2 separate regions of the Hordeum vulgare genome follow, and region 1 is linked to region 2. The links are chromatin contacts, called in public Hi-C maps. All regions are on one chromosome and are shown on one strand. The core of a region is the stretch at or near the end of the contact, and the rest is flanking DNA. Distances in the headings are between cores, read along the strand shown. Region 1 holds the start of LOC123434965. Region 2 holds the start of LOC123434916 (mitochondrial inner membrane protein OXA1-like).

Region 1 (6,023 bases), core at 2,196-4,695, 470 kb before region 2:
CCATTCCTTAACTAAGGGCATAAGCATATTTTACAGACTGCTCAATGATCATTGGGTAAAAAAAATCATAACAATTTGTCAGGAGATAGACACGGTCCTGTCTAATCCAATCTACTAAGCTCCATCTATTTGTCAATGCATTTGTTCATATTTACTTTGTAAGCTTGAATATGCACCAGTGAATCATCTTATTATCCTTACATTTTTTGTTGGAGAACAATACTATGCATCTTAGCACTTGAAAAATTGAAATTTGTTATTTGATTTTGTTAGAACACATAGACTGGTTTTTCGAAAAAAGAACACCAAGACTGTTTTATTCGATCAAAAACTCAAAGCAGTTGATGAGTTTGCAAATATTACTTTCTATAATGATAATTTCGGGCGATGCAACCCTTACAAGGGCATATGTTGCTGCCACCCTTTTGTGAATTTCCTTGTTTCAACAATGTTAATAAAATATCCTTGTTTCAAACAATGCTAATATACAGTGATAATAGCAGAAACATGAAACCAAATACGAAAGCACCGATGACACTTGCATAACCTGAACCTGCCTGTGTGGAGTGATTTTAAGGTTTCATGAAGTCATGTTATTTTCAATAGGATTTCACTTGCATTGCCTGAGCCTGCCTGTACATCACATTACAGTACACCACCAGATGAAAAATGCAATGGTGGTATCCTAACATTACATTCTGTTCTTTCAGGCTGTGGTCATGAGTTCTGCATCAAATGCGCTCTTTATCTTTGCTCAACGAGCAACGTTCGTGTGGAGTTTACAGGCCCAGCTGGGTCGATCCCATGCCCTCTCTGTCGGAATGGAATCATGTCGTTCACCAAGCTACCGAGCACACTGACAGAAGGGCTCAAATCAAGCTCAGCACTCACATTCTGCAATCCATGCATTTTGAATACCCGTTCTGTGGACTCCCCAGCAACTGTCTGTAAAGCTGAAATCAGGCGCAACCGTGTGGCAGCTCTCTCTTCCGAGTTGGTCTGTCCACTGACCTGCAGCCCATTTCCGTCGTCCGCCCTCCCAACATGCAGGTGCAGTGACGACGATCCATGCGGCTCAACAGAAACGCTGGATGGCTCCGAGGCGCAATCTCCACGGCCCTCGCACAGCACGAGCGCAGAGCTGGATAAGAGGGGAGAGCAGGATGTTGACCGGACCACTTGCTCAGGCATGTTCTGGAGTCGCAGAAGCTGTCAGAGGGAACAGCAGTGCAATGCCGAAATCAACGCTTGATTCCTCCTTACCTGGTTGTGAATATATTTGGATTGATAGCAGCTCAATGCGGGAGATGATCGGCGGTTATTCTTTCCTCCCCGGCTGTGTTTCTTTTTCTCCCGTTTTACGGCCAAGATTTTGGTGTTTTGGTGATCGATCCTGCAGCTTTTGGCTGCCGTAGTTTTCACTGTATTGTTGTAACATTTGGCTCACATCTGTTGTGTAATGTCATACGAGCCTGTGAGTGAGTCTAGATCATAGCCTGGAAGTCACCAGCCAGTTACTGCTCTTTGTAGCTGCATGTAAATTACACGGTTTGGATGGGCATTTGCTTCTTCTGATCCTGATGATATAAGATTCTATGTAAAATGACATCAAATCACTCCCTAATGATATATAGATTATGCCACAATCTCTTCAGTCTCTTTGTACAGTACACGAGTACAGTAGTGGTTCAGCTGACCGCACATGAAATGCATTTCTAAGATGTTTTACATATTTCAATACGGACTACATACAGGCCGAAACGAGCGAACAAACACACTAGAATGCGTCTATATACATCCTTCAGCATTGCTTCCTACAGTCCTCTACCTAGTGAAGATCAGTCATCAGTCCTCTTTGGTTTCAGTACGCACGGACGCCGGCAGCCGCGGTCGAGCTGTTATCATTACCCGCCGGCCCTGGCAATAGGGTGCTGATGATCCTGTCTCCGAGCCCCGGCACCGCCGACAGGAAGTGCCCCACCCCGGCGAGCTCGTGGTAGCTGACCCAGCCTAGCCGGTGGCATATGTGCCGCTGCAGCTGCACCGGCACAACACCGTCCTCGTCGCCCTGGAAGAGGTGCACTGGGAACGGCGGCGCCTCCACGAGGTCCGTCGGCTCGAACTCCGGCCACCGCCCGAACATCACCGCCATGTCGCGGTAGAAGGACTCCTGCACCCCCTGCTGCGTCGCCGCCTGTGCCCTCTGCGCAAAGCAAAGCGCACGATCGTCGCGTCTGGGTTATATCGCCGGGTCTTGGATCGAGATCGACAATGGGGGAGCTGAGGGAAGGGACGACGAACGAACCTTTTGGAACATTCCGGTGGAGAGGGCCATGAGGCGGTTCTTCTCGTCGAGGGCGTTGGGGAAGGAGCCGGAGCCGCTGACGACGGTGGAGGTGGGCAGCCATGGCTGGCTCATCCACCAGTGCAGCAGCCACGGCGCGTAGTAGGCGACGCGGAGCGACCACTGGTCGCCCCGCGGCTGCCGCCGGTACAGCTGCCGCGCCAGCCCCCGGGGCAGCCCCGACCACCGGTAGTTGATCACCGGCGCCATCATCGCCACCCCGGCCAGCCTGTGCGGGATGTACTTGACGGAGGCCCAGCCGGCGTGGCAGCCGAGGGAGGAGCAGACGAGGTGGAACTTGTCACCGAGGTCCAGCGCGTCGGCGAGGTCCCTGATGTCGAGCGCCGCGCTCTGGAGCGACCGGCGAGGGTCGGGGTCGCTCTCGCCGTAGCCGGCGCGGTCGAACGCCACCATGTACACCCCAAGCTCCTCCAGCAGCGCCTGCGAGGCGCGGGGCGAGTCCATGCGGCCGCCGGAGAAGCCGTGCGAGTAGACGACCTTGAACCGCGCGCCGTCCCGGCTCACGCCGGACTCGGCGTACGCCAGGAACCGCCCGTCGCGCATCCGCGCCCTCGGCGCCGTCACCGGAGGCCCGCCCGGTGCCCCGCACGGCGTCGGCGGCGGCGGGCGGACGGCGTTCGCGAACCACCCGGCCGCCAATGCCAGCACCATGAGCACCAGCAGACCCACCGGCGGGCTCCCGTTCCCTGCACACCATGGACGCACAACTGGTTAATATACCACACCACACGTAGCAGTACACGGCAACGTGTGCATGCATGCATGCATTCGTCTGACTCTGATCACCAAAACTGCTGCCTTATCGTTTCCCCTCAGTTTTCTTTGCGCCATTGTTACCTGTGGAAGCAGCAGCGGCAGCCGCCATTGGAGGGGAGGCGGCAGGAGCTGGAGCTTTGGGGGTCCTTATCGAAATGGAGTAGGATGTGTGGCGTTGTTGGAGCAGGAGGAGGACTGCTTAATATGTTGGGTATTGGCCCAAGCTAGTGCTGGTGCTAGCTGAATAGTGGTGACACTTTGCTGAAAGAAAATGCAGTACGTAGGTAGTGGAGGCCAGGGCACGACCTACCAACGCCCTTGTACATATGTGTATGCATTATTATCCCTAGCAAAACCCTCTTCACCTACCACAAATTTTCACTCAAGGGGTCTTCCCAAGCACACCTCACAGGTAGGAGTCCTTTTCCTTGAAGCTTTTTTGGGCACAAAATATTATTTGGAGGACAAATAGAGGATTTTTAATAAAGAATAAGAACTTTTATCCATACTCCGGAAGGTTGCGCGGGTGCTGAAGAAATTTTTAGGACATGAATTCATTATTATGCAATCGTCGCTAGGTTGTGTACAAACTGGATATAATTTTTATTTCTGATGTTCTTTGCACTATCTTAACAATTGATGAATAGATTAAAAGTTTTTTCGTAAAAACTCATCCTACAAAATGTAGGAGGCAATATTACCAACAACTCTCCTAAACAATCTCGTGTCTGTGTGTGTGCGTGGGTGGGTGATGTAACATACCTCCATAGATTAGGTTTGGGCTAATACTCATTTTGTACTAATGGTGGTCAAAATACTGAGGTCTTGAACCGAATAACCTGTGGATGCAAGTGGACCATGAGACCGGCGATGATCTACACCCTCTGTTTTTAAATATAAGTCTTTTAAAAATTTCATTGTAGACTACATACAAAACAAAACAAATGAATCTATATACTCTAAAATATGTCTCTATACATCAGTATGTACTTCATAGTAAAATCTCTAAAAAGACTTATACTCCTTTTGTCTCAAAATTCTTGTATTAGGTTTGTCTAAAAATGATTGTATCAAAATACTAAAACGTGACTAGATAGATTCATATCTACACAATCTAAGACAAGTTTTTTGAAAGGGGTGGAGTATGTACAATTGGAAAGTCGTACACGGATCTTTAATATGGCTCTCTTTTATTTGTATAGGTGTGACATAGGTGATGATGTCTTACAAAAAGTTTACACGCACTGTTGCTCTCCATGATGAATGGCGCCACCACCAAAACTCTATTCTTGTCTCTCCTGCCTCCGTTTTCAGGAGAACATATTCCATCAAATTTGCGGTTGGAGTTGGTGAAGAAGTGTGAATGGAGAAAACGAACCAACACAATCTTCTCTTCACCCTGTCAGCTCATGTCAAAGTACGTACCCACCTTTCTGGAATCTTCTCACCAACCCCAACAATGGCGACCTGTCGAGCATGGCCAATGAGGGGATGACGATGGCCTTCTGGGTCGGTAGTGTTCTTGGTAGGTAAAGACTTGTTTCAGAAGTTCGGTGTGTTTCACAATAATTTGTCAATGCACATTGTGTGGTGGTCAAGGTGCACCACTCCTCCCATCTGGTTGCTTTGCTAGGATCTCTCTTTAGACTTGGTTAGCAGCTAGCTGCTTATCCTTCCTATGTTATTTACACGAAGAAACATGTGCTAAAATCAAGCTTACAAGTGCAAGGCAATCCCAGAATAGTACTTGTATAATATTGAAATGAATTGTATGTTTGCAACCATATTATTTCTACAAATTTAATTAAAAATTCCAAAATAAATGCGAAGGATTTGCCTTATTTTATTAAGTTATTTATCATATGATTTCAGATAGCTTACTGCTCATGCCGAAAGAGTGCCTTTTTAATTAATTATAAGAGATGGTTTAACACAAAGAAGCCAAAGAAGGCAACTACTGGGACGCGGATTATTTGAGCTGGAGCTCATATGAGCTCTGCTGAATTATAAATCCAAAAAAATGAAGGAAAAACAGACCAAACATTGGCAAATGTTTTTTTGATTGCTCGCAAATTTCATCATGAAATGCCATTTTTGAAAGACGTGGCAGGAAAACAAAATTGATGCTCCAAAAACATTATTTTTAAAAGCATTCTGGGCTGCAGATTTTTTTTCCACGGCTTTCATGAATGTCATTCGATGATGAAGTTTTGCAAGCATTGAAAACACTGGTCAAAGTTCGCCAAAAAAACATATTATTTATTTATTATTAATTTGGAATTATTGTTCATAACCGAGCTCGAGAAGGTCACTTACGCAACAACCGGCCCTATAGTAGTCTATGGTAAAATTTGAAAGCATACTCTCTCCGCAATCGCCAAATCGCTGCCCCAATTCTACTCTCCCGACAATTATCCAAATTTTGCTAAAAAAAGACAATCATCCAAATTGCTAAATACTGTCTTTGTAGTATCAAATTGCTAGATATACTCTCCCGACAATTCTTTCATGTACATTGGCCTTTCCAGTAAATGATGGCTGAATAATACTCCCTCCGTTTCATAATATAAAAGCGTTCTAAACATTATGTTAATATTAATATATTTTTATATTATGGGACGGAGGAAGTAATAGTGTTGGCACTATAAAGGCCACGTGGACCTCATTAGTACTGGACCTATTTTTCACACACAACACATACGAAAAATTAAGATTGTCACTAGAATTAAAGTTTTCATGTGGTTCACGCAGATAATTCTTATTAACGATATACAGCAAAACGAGACTGGCAGGGTAGTAAAAAAGGTTGCTTCTGTGATAGAAAACACATCATCTTTTTCTATCTTGCCCTTTCACAACCTTGATTTGACGCACGATTCATGTTGCGCATAATTTGTCTTCA
Region 2 (6,362 bases), core at 3,248-5,747:
CTTCTACCCATGTCCATCCTCCTCGGCCTTTTCCACCGAATACATCTCTTTTCTTACGTTTTCGCATACACCTCCCGCAGTGCCTAGTATTCCTAGTCCTCGTCCCGTTGTTGCAGATCCAACGTTGTCTTCTCCTATGGTTTCTTCTCCCTCATCGCATGACTCTCCACCTTCATCACTGATACTTTCTTCTTCTCCACCTTCATCACCGATACATTCCCCATCTCCACCTTCAGTGATTCCACCTCTTCGGTCCTTTCCTCTCCATTACACTCGTCGTTCACGTGTTGTGGGTGAGTCTACTGATGCGCCCTCTATTTCTGGTGTGTTGTCTTCCTCCTCTCACCCAACTTATGGTCTTCGTTCTCGGGCTTGTCCAACCCTTGATCGATATTCTCCTTCTCACTATGGTCTTTAGACCGTTCTTGAGCCGACTTCCTATCAAGATGCTATTGTTCATCTTGAATGGCAGTTTGCAATGGCAGAGGAGATTGTTGCCCTTGAGCACACTGGCACATGGAACCTTGTTTCTCTTCGTCCCCGTGTTCGTCCCATCACTTGTAAGTGGGTCTATAAGATTAAGACTCGCTCTGATGGTTCTCTTGAGCGTTGTAAAGCTGGTCTTGTGGCTGGTGGCTTTCAGCAGGAGCATGGTCGTGATTACGATGAGACTTTTGCTCCTGTGGCCCATATGACCACTTTCCGCACAGTTCTCGTCGTGGCCTCTGTTCGTCAGTGGTCCGTGTCTCAGTTTCAAGTTAAGAATGTATTTCTTAATGGTGAGTTGCATGAGGAAGTTTATATGCAGCCACCACCTTGGTATTCAGTTTCGGTATGGTTTGTCGTCTTCGTCGCTCTCTATGTGGCCTTAAGCAAGCCCCCCGTGCTTGGTTTGAGCATTTTGCCTCTGTGGTCACTGCAGCTGTTTTTTCGCCCAGTGCTCGTGATCCAACGTTGTTTATCCAGCTTTTTTGTCGTGGTCGCACTCTTCTTCTTCTACATTTTGATGACATGATCATCACTAGCGACGATTCTGAGTACATTGCCATTGTCAAGGCCCGTCTCAGTGAGAGGTTTCATATGTCTGATCTTGGTCCTCTTCGTTACTTTCTTGGGATTGAGGTTTCCTCCACCTCCGATGGGTTTCTGTTTCCCAAGAAAGGTATATCCAGGATCTTCTTGGTCGTGCGGCTCTTAGTGACGAGCGCACTGCTGAGACTCCTATGGAGCTCAATGTTAACCTTTGTGCTTCTGATGGTGAGCTCTTGTCTAATCCGGCACATTATCATCATCTTGTTGGGAGTCTTGTCTATCTTGTTGGGAGTCTTGTCTGTCTTGTTGTCACTCGTCCAAATATCTCCTATCATGTCCATATTCTGAGTCAGTTTGTTTCTGCTCTCACTTCAGTTCACTATAGTCACCTTCTTCGTGTTCTACGATATCTTCGTGGCACGATCTCTCATCGTCTCTTTTTTCCGTGTTCCAGCTCGTTACAACTCCTGGCCTATTCAGACGCTACATGGGTCAGTGATCCTTTGGATGGTCGTTCACTTTCTGCTTACTATGTTCTCCTTGGTGGTTCTCTCATTGCCTGGAAGACGAAGAAACAGACTACGGTTTCTTGTTGAAGTGCAGAGGCCAAGCTGAGAGCTATGGCTCTTCTAACAGCAGAGGTGACTTGGTTACCATGGGTACTGGAGGATTTGGTGTTTCTGTTACTACACCTACCACCCTCTTGTCCGATAGTATAGGTGCTATCAGTATTGCATGGGATCCCGTGAAGCATGAGCTTACCAAGCATATTGGTGTTGATGCTTTCTAAGTGGGCGTTGTTGTGCAGGATCATGTTATTACTCTTCAGTATGTGCCTTCCAAGTTACACCTAGCGGATTTCTTCACGAAGGCGCAAACTAGAGCCCAACATAGATTTCACCTGTCCAAACTCAGTGTTGTGGATCCACCATGAGTTTGAGGCGGGGTGTTAGAGTTATATTGATGATGGTCTTAGGCCTTTTGTATCCTTGCCTTTTGGCATCCTCATGTACATCATATATATGGTGCCTTTGGCCTCCTAGTAATACAAGTTGCTTTCATAACAGCACACGCCGACAGATTGGTTGGTCGCCTCGCACGCATGCCTTTGATGGTCAAGCCCAGGCGTGAGAGCCATGCCTCCTATATGGGCCCCGCCCACCGACGACGATCTTCCTATCCCCTCACGTGTGTCCTCTTCTCCCCCCAATCCCCCTCCTCTCGCACCATCTCTCTCTTAGGCAGAATAGCACCCACCTGCTCCCTGCCATCGAAGGCATGTCCGCCCTCCTCCTTTTGCGACCGACGCCTGAGCCACCGTGACCGGAGACCCTGGAAGCTGCAACCAGCGCATGAGGAAGCTACAAACGGCGCACTGGGCTGCCGTGACCATCGACCCCCTAGAAGTTGCAACCAGGTGAGCCAGAAGCTCCAACCGTCGTTGGGAAAGCTGCAACCGACGCGCGGGGAAATGTGATCGGCGCCCGGTGTAGATGTGATTGGGCCGGTGGTGGAGGATGTTGCAATCGGAGACTCCTGATGCTGGAACTGGCAACCGCCTATGGTGAGAAGCTGCATCCTTGGTGCCCGCAAGCTACGACGACGACGACCATGCGCCACGACGTTTGCTGCAACCGGCATCTCTGGTTGCTGGAACCGGCTATTCAGTATGTTGGAACTGGCGATTTGGGGTGCTGGAACGACACAGTCATTTTTTCTGGAACCAACGACTAACCGTGCTACAACCGCTCACGGTGGGAGTTGCGACCATCTTGACAGCAACTGCAACTGTTGAAAGGCAGCACTACACCCGCCTATGGTGGAGCAAGGTGTTGTGGGTCGTCGATGGGAAAGCTGCAACCGAAGGGGGGGCACAAGAGAGCATGTCAATGGGGAAACGCTGCTACGAGCTGCCGGCAGTGCGCGAGCGTTGCTGCAAGGAGTGTCTGGCGTCTACAGCAAGCGCAGAGGTGGATGGCAAAATCGGACAGCCGCACACGTTTCCATACAACAGATGCACGACGACCGGCCCAAATTTTGGCCGGCCGACCGGCACCTAGCACGCGCCTATTTTAAATACTACAAAGAGTCAAAATTACAAACAAACAGAAAAAGTAAAAAAAAAAAAACAGATTAGCGCGGTGCAAGGGGAAGGTGTTTTGGACAGAAGGGACCAGCACTGCATCAAATTGCATCACTATATGATTTCATGTGGTAAAGATAAGGTTTCAAGACTGAGTACCATGATTATGTACTTGGTAACACCCAAAAATCTCATAGTAAAGCAGGATTTGGAACTGAACTGGGGAACTATATGTGCATGAATAACAAGTAATTCGCACAACAGAAAAACACAAATATTTACATGAGAGGTAGTTAACCACCTCACCGCTCTGCTACAACAACTCAACTGCTCATGTGTTTATCTGGTAGTCTGGTCATGTAGGGAAGACAGTGATTACATGTTCCCCCAATGACACTAGTTAGGACATTGGGGTGGACTATGATATAACCCAGCTTATCCAACCAGCTTTTGTCTATTTTGGTGTTTGTTTAACCAACTTATCTCTAGTTCGCTATTTTCCTGCAGCAGATTATAAATAAGCAAAGCAAAGCACAGTTCACCAACTGCAAGCAGCCTTACACTTAGATCTGCAAGGGTTTTGACCCACACGTACACTAGCACATGAAGCAAATAAAAGGGCTAGAAAATGCACGCGGAATCAGACCGAGGGCACTTTACATTTAGCTTCTGGGAGGACTTCAGCTGGCTAACCAGCAATGGTATCGTCGCGGTCCGGATCAGCACCGTCGTTAACGCGATACAAGCCCACCTGACCACCAGTCCAAATCCCACATGAGAGGCGAATATGAGCAAACCGAGCACACGACACAAGGAAACAGATCGCTAAGCTTACCAGTTGAGCCCGGTGAAGGTATGTATGGTATCAATGACGTGCTGCAGCGCGGCGACGGGGAAGAAGGAGTCGGTGGCGGCGGCTGCCACCTCCCCCGGGAACGGCGCCGGCACCGACGCAGCCACCGCATCCGCGGCGTCGACAAGCACGCTCGCAGCAACATCAACGTCCCCGGGTGGGTCCGGGGCGGGGGCGGAGGAGGAGAAGCCGCGGCGGGGTAGCCCCGAGTGGTGGAGAGAGAAGGGGAGGAGGTGGTTTAGGGTTTGGGCCGCTCTGGAAGCGGGCGGGGCCGGGGAGCGGAATGACGGGAGTGGCAGTGGCTGCGAGGAGGGGCTCGGGGGATCGTCGTCGTTGGAGCGGAAGGAGGTCAGGTGCGGGACTGGTGATTGGAAGCCGCGGTTAAGGTGGCGGGAGAAGCGGGAAGCGAGGCTCCTCCGCGCAGCGAACGCCATGGGGTTTGGTGGGGTGGGAGGCGGCGCTCGGAGAGGAGGGCGGCGGAGCCGAGACGACGGCGGGAGCAAGGGGAATGGGATGACCAAGGAGTCCAGCGTGGGCTTTCGTCTCCAGGTGTTTGTTGTGGGCTTTTCGGTACAACGTCGTGGGTCAGATGTGCGGGCCTGGCCCATCAACTGTTACTAGATTGCGCCAATAAATCAAAATGGATTATAAAAAAAAACTAGATCATGAAAGGCGCGCGTTGCCGCGCCCGTCTATTATGAATTTAGGATGAAATTATTATTGATATATTTGTATAACAGTAATTATTATTTTATGGTTTGCGATGTTTATTTTGTTGCATTTTATTTGTTTTATTTTTAAAAAAATTTGTGGTGTTATGGGCCACATAATAGTAATTTTCTTATTTGTGTGTAATATTTAAATTAGGCTGATAGGGGCCTGTATAGGTATTAATACTTTTGCAGCAGCAGTTTTTGTGTATTGATGTGTATGTTGAACGTTTTTAGTGAGGGTTTAATTATGTATATTTATGTAGGATCGTAATCGCTTAAGATATATTTGTATTACATTAATTATTTTCTTGTGGTTTGCGATCTTTATTTTGATGCAATTTTTTTGTTTTATTTTTTGGAAAATTTGGCGTCTAGATCACACCACCCGCGTCGTTGCCTCGTCTGGAATACACCGCTCGCGTCGTTGCCTCGTCTGGATCAATCGAGCCCTACAGCGCGTACACAGATGGGCTATCATACCAGCCCATCCAAAGCCCAATTAACCACAGGCCTTCAAAAAATCGCGAGAGTAGCAGCCCCTTAGGACATGCGGCCCAAGTCGCGGTAATCAAGTGCTGAAACGATTATCTGACGGCCAGAAATGATTAAAAACAAAATCTGACGGTCGTTAATGTTGGGAGCGTGAGAGAGCTCGCTTTAGGTGCAGTTTTACTGTCCTAAATGGGAGATTTACACATAATCCGTCACTATTTAAAATTCAAGTCATGGCAGACGCCATCAGTGTTTTCTTGACAAAAACATAAAAATGACACAAAATGACAGATCTAGACTTGATATCCAATTATTTTTCTTCATAGAAGCACTGTAAAGTCATCGGTGTTTTCAAAAACCAAATGTTGTTACTCCCGGTTCCTTTTCAATGAAACTGAGAAGAACGTACAATATCATCAGTGTTGATGAAATTTTCCTTACAAAACATGGTGTCAATAAGACAATGAAGGTCAAGAGATCTCGCCATACCTAAGCCAGCACATGATGAATACGTCAGTATGCTGCCTATTCCTCTCTGGTATTAGCCACCTACTCTACTCCTGGAACCAGATGAAGTGTGGCTTAGCTGACTTTTTTCCTTCATGTTAGAGGACCCATTTTAAAAAAAGGTATCTAGACAAATCCAAGACAAATAATATGAACCGAAGGGAGTAGGCAAAATTAATCAGGTTAAGAAATGTATAGTTCTAGGTAGCCACACCTAAGTTAAAATTCCACTCGTAAGAAATAAGGCTCTGTCATGCACATACAAAAATAGCAAAAAAGGTCATAGGCAAGCCCAAAAATTCCTTACCTCAAAAAGATATTCCTAAGGATCTAATCACCTGAGATTATGCAAAATTGACAAAGATAAGTTATGTTAGAACGTTGTCAAACTACATCAACGCGGGATCTATTTGCCAAGATGAGTTCATGTTTCTAAATTTTGTTGGTACCTTATCAAACTGACTGCTTGATGAAGATAAACTCATGTAAGGGCACGACATTGAAAATAGTTTGTAATTTGATCGCTCATTCAAAAGATATTTTTATTTAAACATTGAATCTCATAAAAAAGTGCATAACCTACCACCTCTTAGGTCCGGTGGAAGAAATCCACCAAAACTTACTCTGGTGATTTTGATAATGATGAAATAATACCATTCCATCTACAAGAAAACACACATAA

The links. A called contact is a pair of places that touch in the nucleus more often than the background predicts.
Region 1: a Hi-C map of leaf shows a contact between it and region 2, with 5 times the contacts expected there. The contact joins the promoter of LOC123434965 here to the promoter of LOC123434916 in region 2. A contact is called at or near these places in 4 of 6 Hi-C or Micro-C datasets (leaf and seedling) and 1 of 1 datasets of contacts at active chromatin or transcription factors (embryo).

Annotation. Positions count from the first base shown.
Region 1 is chr1H:341,209,106-341,215,128 of MorexV3_pseudomolecules_assembly, reverse strand. It overlaps LOC123434965, which reads right to left and starts at 3,445. Exons shown (of 3, transcript XM_045115545.1): 1 at 3,203-3,445; 2 at 2,306-3,051; 3 at 1,682-2,203. The coding sequence starts at 3,230. The coding sequence ends at 1,862. It overlaps LOC123434933 (probable E3 ubiquitin-protein ligase XBOS33), which reads left to right. Exons shown (of 10, transcript XM_045115543.1): 10 at 711-1,646. The coding sequence ends at 1,252.
Region 2 is chr1H:340,742,930-340,749,291 of MorexV3_pseudomolecules_assembly, reverse strand. LOC123434916 (mitochondrial inner membrane protein OXA1-like) reads right to left here and starts at 4,497. Exons shown (of 9, transcript XM_045115542.1): 1 at 3,951-4,497; 2 at 3,776-3,866. The coding sequence starts at 4,402.